Linked DNA regions of Mus musculus: region 1 is linked to region 2. Evidence: chromatin contacts called from public Hi-C data. All regions are on one chromosome and are shown on one strand. The core of a region is the stretch at or near the end of the contact, and the rest is flanking DNA. Distances in the headings are between cores, read along the strand shown. Region 1 has its middle 120 kb from the start of Gm35615. Region 2 has its middle 140 kb from the start of Gm46401.

Evidence for each region. Hi-C and Micro-C count contacts between places; a contact is called where the count stands out from the background.
Region 1: a contact with region 2 is called in a Hi-C map of the STO cell line, with 1.9 times the contacts expected there. The contact joins two enhancer-like sites. A contact is called at or near these places in 5 of 484 Hi-C or Micro-C datasets (3T3-L1-derived adipocytes, the STO cell line, adipose-derived mesenchymal stem cells and 2 more).

What each region holds. Positions count from the first base shown.
Region 1 is chr13:6,163,742-6,169,395 of GRCm38.p6, forward strand. No RefSeq gene overlaps it. Among named protein-coding and RNA genes, the nearest start is that of Gm35615, 120 kb to the right of the region's middle. Within about 2 kb of position 2,335, at least 38 of the 459 cell types and tissues checked have an H3K27ac peak or open chromatin away from gene starts, as enhancers often do. A contact at or near this core is called in the STO cell line, where this site is marked.
Region 2 is chr13:6,057,338-6,063,050 of GRCm38.p6, forward strand. No RefSeq gene overlaps it. Among named protein-coding and RNA genes, the nearest start is that of Gm46401, 140 kb to the left of the region's middle. Within about 2 kb of position 2,669, at least 101 of the 459 cell types and tissues checked have an H3K27ac peak or open chromatin away from gene starts, as enhancers often do. A contact at or near this core is called in the STO cell line, where this site is marked.

The DNA of each region.
Region 1 (5,654 bases), core at 1,085-3,584, 110 kb after region 2:
TACTTAATATATGGCTATAAAATTGTGAAAGAACAATTTTTCTAACTTTTGTTCTTCTTTCATACATTATATCCTGACAGTAGTCTTCCCCTGCCCTGCCCATCATCTCCCTTCTCCTCTAGATCACACCTCCTCCATTTCCTTTCCAAATATATATATGTGTGTGTGTGTGTGTGTGTGTGTGTGTGTGTGTGTGTGTATGTGTGTGTGTGTGTGTGTGTGTGTGTATGTGTGTGTGTGTGTGTGTGTGTGTATGTGTGTGTGTGTGTGTGTGTGTGTGTGTATGTGTGTGTGTGTGTGTGTGTGTGTGTGTGTGTGTGTGTGTGTGTGTGTGTGTGAAAGAAAAACAAAGAATGCTATCCAGGCATATCTACCTAATTCACCTTGAGAAGAGACTATCAGACTAAATACAAACCCTCATATTAAGGCTGGACAAAACAAGCCAGTGTGAGGGAAAGAGTCCCATGCACATTCGAAAGAATCACAGGTACTCCATTGCTGAGAGTCGAACAAGAACACCAACCTACACAACCATAAGGTATATGTAGAGGACCAAGCTCAGACTCATGAAAGAACAATTTTTGTAAACATTGAAGATATGGCTATCATGTCATCTGCCAATTCCATTACTGGTATATATTCTAAAGGAATTAAATCACGTAAAAGAGAGTATAGCAGCGCTTACAAGGGCCAGGCTATGGAATCATCCAATCTGTCCATAAATAAGTGCATAGAGATATAAAATGTGGTACATGTATATAATGAAAGATTATCAAGCTATAAGAAGAATGGAATCCCATCATTTATAGTAGTAGGGATGAAACTTGAAGATGTGATATTGGGTTTACAGAAAAATAAAAACTTTGTGTGTTATTCATTTATGGAAATAAATACAGATGTCTTCAGGGAGAAAAAGAGAGGGAGTGCATGAAATAACACTGGTCACTGAGGCTAGAGATGGGAATGCATGACAGTTTCAAGGAAACAAGAGAGATTACTGCAGATATTTGTATCATGAATAGTATTTACAGTTTACAAATGATTCCATATTTGAAAATAACCAGAAGACTTTCCCAGACATGCAGAAATGATACAGGATTAAGAAGATGAAAACCTACAGCCATGTGACCATGGTCCATTGCATACTTCTTTCAAAGCTTCACACTGGATCTCAAAAATACTGAGAAACTGCATGCCAATGAAAGGTTTGTAAAAACTCATTTCATGATAATGCAGAGATGACAAGACCCTCGTTTTGTTGGTAAGCTTTAGCTAGTAGAATAACATTTGCATACAAGTTCCACGTCTTTAAAGTCGTGCTGAGTTTTTAAGCAACAATGAGATTATTTATCGTATCCATTGATCATGTGTAGAAATAAAAGGATTTTCAAAAACCACATAGTTATTTGCTTATGTTCTTTCATCTATCTCATAATATTTCAAATGGATTCAGAGGGTTTGAGGTTGTATACCATTTTGCCCAGAGAATGTAAAAATCTCAGACAAACTCCACACTAAATTCCTAAAATAGCAGATAGGGAATGTGGCCCAACATGTTTCCAGCCTCAACAGGTTTATTTTTGCGGATTCATGCATGAGTCATGTTTATATTATTTTTTCTAGAACAATTGGCAACATATTAAAGAACTTCCCTATACTCTCTTCTCAGATACCAATTTGGACAGGGCTAAGAATTGCCAACACTGGGGCTGGAGAAGGGGCTCAGAAATTAAGAATTCTCACATCTTTGCCCAGGACTTTGATTCAGTTCTTAGCACCCATGTTCACAGCTACCTGTAATCCTAGTTCCGGGGGGGGGGGGGGGGGGGGGAGGAGGATATTCCACCATCTTCTGGTCTCCACTGGAACTGCATACACACCTTGAACATAGCAGATGCAAATATACACATATACTTTAAAAAAATAGTCAACTTTGACTAGAAATGGTTGTAGTGTTGAAGTCTAGCACTCCTTTGCAAGCTCTCGGCCATTCTAACTCATCTTTCTAATATCTCGGGACTCAGCAGCACCTGAAACTTACTGCATTTCCCCCTTTCACTTCTATACTGCTAGTTCCTTGTATTCTATTCTGCCTATTCTGCCCTCCATACTCCAGAGTTTTCCTTGGGCTTAAGTTCCTAAAGTGGAAAATAAATGAAAAGGGGGGTTGCAGAAGCTGATACAGTGACTCATGTATGAGCAAGTAGACACCCTTTCTCCATGGAGTAGCACAACAAAGTCACTTTCTTAAGGAAAGATAGCTTTACTCAACAGGAAACAAAAACACTTTCCCTGCTGTTATTTCCCACTGGGAATTCCCAAGAGCAAGTGAAGATAGCACGTTCTCCTATTCCTTCACCTAGGAAAGCCATATGAGTCAGAACCATGAGTGTGGTTTCATCCACAGCCTGCTTTCTCGCGGCCTGAAAATGTGCTTTTGCTGAAAAGCACTGGGACATGTCCCAGAATTAAATACTCTAAATAGAGAGCCATGGAACAGAACATGAGGATGGTTATCCTCTAAAAGCTCAAATCACCACATCCCGCAGCATCCTCTGGTTGTTCTGAAGTCCATGCACTTCTTAGAGGGGAAAAATATAACTCACTGTCAATGCAATTGTTTAATGAGGTGTTGACAGAGTGGTAGTGATGGGGGGAATCCAGAAGCATCACGGGTCCAGCCTTCTGCTCTCCTTTGACTATTTCAGAGCAAGGGAAATTTGACTCCTTGAAAGTAGCTCAGGGTCTGTTTCTCCATGCTGCCAGAGACAGAAGTGACAATGCTTATCCACTGTTTTTCATCCATGTTTTGGGCCAGCAGCCAGACACTTGGAAACTCTGAGTTTTAGCATAGGATGTTTCATGAGAGATTTTGAAATAAAGACTTCTTCTGTGGTGGAAGTGTTCTGAAAGGTGGTCAATTTCTAGATAAGATAATAGACTTTAGGACTGAGTAGAAGACTACCCCTTTTTAAATACACAAAGAAGAAAAGAGCTGAACACTAAAATAACAGATTTGGTAGAAGAAGCCAATAGATGATACAGGGCTCAGAGGGTCAGACAACCACCTTCAGGTTGTGACTTAATTATTCAAGCTCCAGTTTACTCCAGTGAAATGGAAGATAGTGATCCTTCTTCACTATCAAATGAGCACCTTTCTAAGATCAAATGAAATGCCTCTATCAAAACACTAGCTACAAGTTACTATGGATTCTGTGACATTAGCTCCCGTTTATAAAACCCAATCCCTAAAAACTGCTTTAAAAAATCAGTTATGTCAAAATAAGCTCTTAAAATGTATTTTTATACATTCTCTATGCCATATTCATAGAAACAATGCCTAGTTTTCAATGTAATGTGGTGTTACTCTGTCTCTTACACAAAGGCTGGATTTGTAAGGTCTATGCAATCAAGAATTATTTTAGAAAGTTTTGCTTCAGAAGGAAAAGTTGGGGATAGATTACACAACATGATGCTTTTGGAAATCTATGTAGTTAGGTGATTCAGTCACTCCAGCTGTACAAACCTAAGCCTCAACATCATTAAGCAATTCTTCCATCTGATTCATGGTTCCCTTACTCACAGAAAAATGCCTTCCTTCAGCAATTCCACTAACACCACTATTTACAGGCTTTATTGTATTTTCCCCTTTCCCTGTGCATTGATATGTAATGCACAGGATGACTACATCATACACACACACACACACACACACACACACACACACACACACACACATACTATGACATATAATGCACAGGATCACTATATTCCTGCCCAGCCTGCTTTACATCCACTAACTAGGCTGTTCTCCCAAGAGGTTTCACAGTTTCTAAAAATAGTGACACCAGCTGGAGGCCAAGTGCTCAGACACCAGCCTGTGAAGGATGTTTCACATTTGAATCAAAGCAAAAATCTTCAGTTGTACAGTGTTCATTGTCGCTTCTGGTATATAATATCTAGACATTTGTAAAATTATCTTTGTGCTTGATGGGTGTGATTTCAAGGATTGGACTCTTAACCAGGGTATCAATTTTCTAGAAAGAACCAAGGATAATTAGAAACAATAATGTGCTTCCCAATGGAGCAGAAGCTCTGTACTTTCTTTATGCATTGGCCCTATTGTAAATTATAGCTTATGAACCTACCTTATTGGATACAGAGCTATACTCGGTCTGTCTTCAGCCTCAGCCATGACCTTTCCCCATCAAATGTTTATGAGTGCTACGGAGATAGCCCAACCATTACCACACTTGCTGCTATTGCAGAAGACTGAAGCTTTGATCCCAGCACCTTACTGGACAGCTCACTCCCTGTAACTGCAGCTTCTATAGACTGTCTTCAGGCCTTGGCACGCACCAGCATACATACAGTATATCATCCTTCCCGCCCCATACACACACAATATACGTACGCATGCATACACAGACACACATCAATAAAAGCAAATATTTAAAAATCTTGGAAATGGCCAAGCTAAGTGAACTTTACCAACGATATATTTGTGTGTGTTTATATATCAATTTGGATATGCTGAAGCAGAGGCAGAATTATAATGGTGCTATTAATCAGAGAGATGGAGTCATGGAAAGATGCTTTTCCTCTTTTTATTTTTAATTTGTGTCTTATCTCAGAAGCACTTGAAAATAAAACAAAGCCTCCCTCTTCAAGTGCCCTGCACCCCTGTACCCCTGCACCCCATTGAGAATAGAGGAGCAAAGCCCTGTTTTCTGTAGCTGCCAGGAGCATACAGCATATTATCTAGGCCCAACATCTTATTTTACTGTATCTAATCACTCTATAGAGCTGATTGATTCACTAATTGAACCAGGAATGTATCTGGCAATTTATTTGTTCCCATCAAAATTTCACTGGATAGCTAAACTCCTCAATCCATGCTGGCAGTATTTGAGATTCTCTTTCATTCACCTATGAACAACTGGCATCAACAATAATATGGTGCTCCACACTGGATCACTGCAGTCACAGGTGACATCATGTATGAGTTGTAAATGATGTTCTGTGATGTACCACATGTGCAATTTTTCTTAATGCTCACAACATCTCCCTCCAAAAAACAGGGTCCTGATACTTGCACTAAAAAATGGACAAAGAATTTGAGACTCAAATATGTAAATTGCCTAGAGACAGCTGAATTTTGAAATAGCTACACTCAAAACTGGGAGATTACACTATACAATTGTTTTCATATTATGGTATATTTTGATTAACAGCTATCCTCAAAGACAAAGGTCATTACTGTGCCCATCCCCATACAAAAATGATCATTTGAGTTAGAATTTGGGAGTATCCCCATATTTCTTGAGGGTGATTAGTGATATCCCCTGCTTTAAGCCTACCTAGCATTACAAAAGTGACAACCTTAAAATATTTGTTCCTTCAACTTATTTCAAAGCTTGATTTTAAGAAACAATGTCTCTGGAAGATAGTCTAAAAGATATAGAGTTCTGTTGCTTTTCATTCTGATTTGATCGAAGGATGAAGCCAACTACACTGTGAACTTGGACCTTGGCTCATGACTGAGGCTCTTTGACTAACTTGTCATTAGAGCTGTGTGCCTGAACTTTTTGGGGGAGCCAGGAATAATGCAAGGACTGCATTTATTGCTGATGTGCCATTCAAAGTGTTTGTCA
Region 2 (5,713 bases), core at 1,419-3,918:
GTGCCCTCTTGAAGATGTTTACCTTCCACTCTGAAGTACCATGCAACTGTTGGGGGATTCTGTCCTGGAATTTGTACTGTGTTGCAGTAGTCTATTTTTGTTATTATGTTCTTAATACCTTTGTGTCAATTACAGAACTTCTCAGGTCTTGGAGTCAGGCAGGGTCTTCAAATATTCCTATTCAAATACAACACTGTTGAATGTAAAATATTGGTAAGCATTATGATAAGAAGCAATAATACATTTATATATATAATCTTTATATATTAAAATAAGGCAAAGTAAAAAATTAAAATCAATTACATTTGATCATGACACATGTTGTATTAGAATAGTTTTATTCTTTTGTTTTTTCCCTTGTTGAGAGAATAATATTTGATTTTTTCAATATTAACTCATAGATAACATTCATTCTTGAAAAGTATTATTGGTGTGATTATAAATCTTTAACTTTAATATTATCCCATACTTGAAAACATTTTACAGATGCAAATTCTAATGTACAAACATGATAGCTGTGTCTTTTTCTCACTAGAGTAAAAGTGGGAATCGTGTTCAAATGTGGCCATGGGGCATGTTCATATTGGCTCCTCTTCTTCTATTGATCTATTTTTGTTCTCTCTTCTGGTTTTCCTCTGCCATTTTCACAGGACTATCCTATAGCATTATGGCTGTTATGGATTTCTCTGCAATGGTTTGCATATTTTTATCTGCACAGAACATCACACTGACATGTCTTCCCATTCAGTGGTATTGGTATGGCATCCTTCGAGAGGTAACTTCATCACAGGGCTCCACCTTAACCTATGTGATTGGCAAACTTGTAAAAGTACTTGACTGAGAGCATTTTCTCTTTCTTCTCATCTACCTCCCTCCCTCTGAAGTCACAACAACCCCTTCACCAGAGAAGAAAGTCTTCCCGCCACCAACAGAATGAAATACCATTGCATGATCTCAAATCTCCAAGCTCTAAAACCATAAGAGATACATCTACATTCTATATATGTTATTCACACTCAGCTCTTCTATTAGAGCACCACAAAAGGATCCTAAGGGATTCTTGTTGTCTGATTGGGTAGTTTTGATTAAATCATAGGTGATAAGTGGGGGTTGGCAATGTCTCCGGCTAGGTAGAGTTGAAAACACCTTTTCCTCCATAGTGTGTAGCTAGTTTTTATAAAGATTGACCAGGCAATCCTCAAAGCTCCAGTTGTCATAGAAGTATGGAGTCATGACCATGTTGAAAGTTTTACTGAGACTTTGCCATCATACTGTTCTTTTATTTCCTGGCCTTGTAGGCTCTATTGACCCATCTTTCTGCCTAGGATCTTGTGGACAATTAACCTACAAATAAATACATGAGTGTTCTTCCAGTATGTTAAACTTCTTCCCCCAATTATCCAATAAAATGTTTGAGTGTAGAAAAGGTATGTGAGCCTCAAAATGCCTTCTATTCTCACTGTAGTTAGTTGAGAATTTCAAGGAAAGGATTTTTAATGTAGCCTTTGGGAGGGAAGAGGACATCTTTCCAGGTGGAGTGTTGCTGGGAAATGTTTCCCTGCTGGACAAGAGTTATTTGTATGTTACATTATTATGTGTCCCCTGTGGGGAGGGGGCTGTAGCCTCCTGGGTTTCTGGTACTTAACCATTTTATGCTCTATGTGTTTTTGTGAGTGAGGATGTTTTGGACCACTTACTGTAAATGAAATTACATAGTAGGTCCCATCTCTCTTTCTCTCTCTTATCAAATCCGATGCCAGGTTATATTGTTAGTTGTAATAGCTACCGCCTACTCATTTTTTAATCACATTTTGAGTGAATTATAACAAAGAAAACAATGTAACTCATACCAACAAAAAATAACACAAAAAACTTCCTTTCTAATATGGGATGGTTTGGATTTATTTAGAATTCACCAGGCACCGGAAATTTTAAGGAAATTTAAAATTAATTCTCTCTCTATTTGTTTACGTCTAGGACATGCATGTTAGTGCAGCTGTGGAATTCATAATTTTATATTTCTATCACTATAATAATATTATTTCCCATGGAAAATACAGTGTTTTGACTTCTAAATATGCTCATTTAATTATGCATGGCCCAAAAGCAATTTTTTATTAGGTTAAGCTCTGATGTCTGATTAAAGTCGATAGCTGGCATCCTTTAGGGCTTTCTTAAGCATTGGCTGGAGTGGGAGCAGAATGCTTAAATTGCCTAATAGGAAAGAATTACAGGCTATCGCCAGTCAGCCAACATGCACTTGCATAGTTAACCTTCAGATAGCTGAGACTCTGCAAGGAAAACACCACCACGCTGGCTAATAAAGCCCATCACAATAATGGTGTCAATCTGCCCTCTCATTAATAACCCAGCAAAGAGCACATTTCTTTTGCAAACATTCCAGATGGATTTCACAGAAGAATACCAAGTCGACAGCAATGTTGTAAGAGGACCACATTGCACACACCAATTCTGCTTTCCAACTCACTCCTAAGACTGGCAGATAGCCCGCTCTTTGCTGCAGGAGTCCAAGTAATGTCAGAATCCTCCTGGCCAAGATCATGCAAGGAACTAAACAAACAAACTGATCTCCAGCCCTAAGTTAATTCTCAGCTCATCTTTCCCCAATTCGGTCAGGTTTTAATCACTCAATACATTTTAAAGGATCACAGTTTGTAAACAAAAGTGTTTCAGATGCCAAAGGTCATCTGATGCAATGCCAGACAGGGGATGTCCCAGTGTATCTGGGCCTTTTGGCAGAAGCTTACATGATTTACAGGAATTTGCAGTCAGCAAATTACTCAGCAGGCACACGTGAGACTGCACATAGGCTAGAGTTCCACAGCTGGAATCATTTAATCCAATTGTTCTAAGCTTTTGCCTCTAAGCTGGGGGGAGGGGCACTTCGTTAAGGTAAGATCTTCTTTAGAAGCCTGATTTTCACAATGGGTACAAGCAAGGTGGAGCTAACAGAAGGCAAGGGGTGAGGAGGAATTGGCTGCTTCCCTTCGGGGAACTGGCATCCTTGCCCCACGCCCAGCCTCGCACCCCACCCCCCTCCCCACCTCCACTAGCACTTCCTTTTATCTCTCTGAGAACTGTGCAATGTACATTTTAGAAAAGGCTGTGAGCATTGGTTGCGTTTTACATATCTAATAACGGGCTTTTCAGACAGAAAAATGCTTTTTAGAGTGAGGGCTTTTCAAGTTAAGTCAGGTTATGTTTCTGTATGAAGTTCATCTCAAGACCTTACAGCTGACATTTATTTCTTGCTCAGAGAATATCTGTTGTCCGTATGGGTTGCTGGCTAAGACTGGATTCTCTAAGATGTGAATCACTACCCTGGAAGCTTCTTGTGGTCTCTGATCTCAATACCAGACTCCATGGTCGTTCCTGAAGGGAAAGTAGGGTTGAAGGAAGAGGATATGGCCTTTTTATGTCAGCAATCAACAAGCAGCATGTGTGTGTACCTCTGCTCACATTTTGCTGATCTGCCCTTCTAGAAACTTCCCTATTCACAGGGCTCCAAAAGTCAATTTTGTGATTCCGAGAAGGACAAAAAAGAAAGAGAAATGTAACTAAATAAATGTTATTTATACCGTCAAGACATGGTCAAGCAGGAGCTGGGTAAGCTCTATGGTCTTCTGTTCTCCTACAATAGTATAGTGATGCCTGGCCTTGTGTCCAGGTAATTATCTGACATTGTGCTCACTAGTTTTATGTCAATTGACACAAGCTAGGGTCATTTGAGAGGAAGGAACCTCAGTTGAGAAAATGTCTCCATAAGATAAGGATGTAGGGACGCCTATAGGGTATTTTCTTAATTAGTGATGCATGGGTGAATGTGCATCCCATTGTGGATGGGGCCACTCTTAGGCTGGTGGTCCTGAGTTCTATAAAAAAAAAAAATCAGGCTGAGCAAGCCCCAGGAGCAACCCAGTAAGTAGCATCTCTTCGTGGCCTGTGCATCTGCTCCTGTCTCCAGGTTTCTGTCTTGTTCCAGTTCCTGCTCTGACTTCCTTTAATAATGAATGATGATGTGGATGTCTAAGCTGAGTAAGTACTTTCCTCCACAACTTGTTTCTCATCATGATGTTTCATGACAGCAATAATAACCATAACTAAGACAGATTTTTTTCTTTTTTTAATGAGGGTTGAGGCTTGACCCTAGGGCCTTAGGCATGGTAGGTAAGTGTTCTGCTGCTGAGTTTCAGCCCCAGGCCTTCATTTGACATTTTCTGGAGCTGACTGTTTGAGTTTCGTTGAATGCTACACTTTGGTGGATTTCCACAATCCCCCACAGGTCAGGCTGGCCTAGAACTGACTGTGCAGTCTTTGGGAACCTCTGACTTCACCTTGCGTACAAGGATATGCGACGTGTCTACTCAAGTATTCTTTGGAATAGACTATGTTAGGTTTTTATTACATAGTAAAATTCCAAGCATCTAAAAACATCCTGATTAGTTGGAATGATTATTTGATTTGGAAGAGACAGGACAAAGCTGGCAAGTAATTAATGCTTTTAGAGTGCCAACATCAAGTACAAACTATTTAATACAACAACTTAATAAGTCCTGGTCATTTAAACAAAATTGGTTATTTAAAAAAATGTTATTTTACTAGGTTATAAATATTTACCTCTGAATATGCACTATCCGAAGTCATGAAAACATCCCAGATCTGCAGTGTGGTCACCTGTGACACTAAGCAGTTTTGATGCCAAGAGGCTAGAAGGTGAGAATAATAGAGAAGAAAAGGAGAGCCCAGCTCATTGGGAAATATGATTTCTCCCAAGTTGCCTTCCTAGAGCTGTGACCTTCTGGTGTCTATTCAATCACTCTTCCTCTTCTTTTCTTTGCACGCTATTTTTTTCTTATTTTAAAAATCAAGCACACATATGCACTTTAGTCAACTTGAACTTATTGGTAATTATAAGAAACAAAAGGAAAGGACTGTTAGCATTTTGGTGACTCTTGTGTATTTGTGGGGACACGTGTTCTACTTTCTTTTCTGTGGCTGTGATAAAATACACTGACAAACAGCAAGTCAGAGGAGAAAGCGTGTATTTCACCTTTCAGTTTCCTATTATGGTCCGTCATATCAGGAAGTCATAGTGGTGGAGTCTGCAGCATCATACCCACAGTCAGAGGCAGAGGGATTCAAGGAGTGACTAGGAAGGGGGCTAACTCTAGCCCAGAATAAGGTAATTGGTCTATGGACTGGCAACCCTCCAATTACTCCACATCACTGCTGTCATAAACGGTCAATCAGTCTTTGCAGACACAACTTCTATTTCCTCAACAGGAAGCATAGAAGGACAAGTGCCAGAACTCACTTCACTTTCTCTGTTTCATTTAATCCAAGATTCCAAGCCAAGGAATGATGCCACAGGAATATCCAAAGGTTTCTGTCCTAAGTGATTCTAGAATCTTGCCAAGTTGGCAATGAAGATTAACCAGCACTTTATTTATATTTCTATTATCTTTAGTTAAAAGGTTAAAGATACTTAGTATCTAAAGTAGTGGTTCTCAACCTGTGGGTCATAACCCCTTTGTTTATGGTTACAACTCTAGGTAGGGTTATATCAGATACCCTGCATATCAGATATTTACAATAGGATCATAGCAACAGCAAAATTACAGTCATAAAGTAACAAGATAATGTTATGGTTGGAGGTCACTACAACATAAGGAACTATATTAAAGGGTCACAG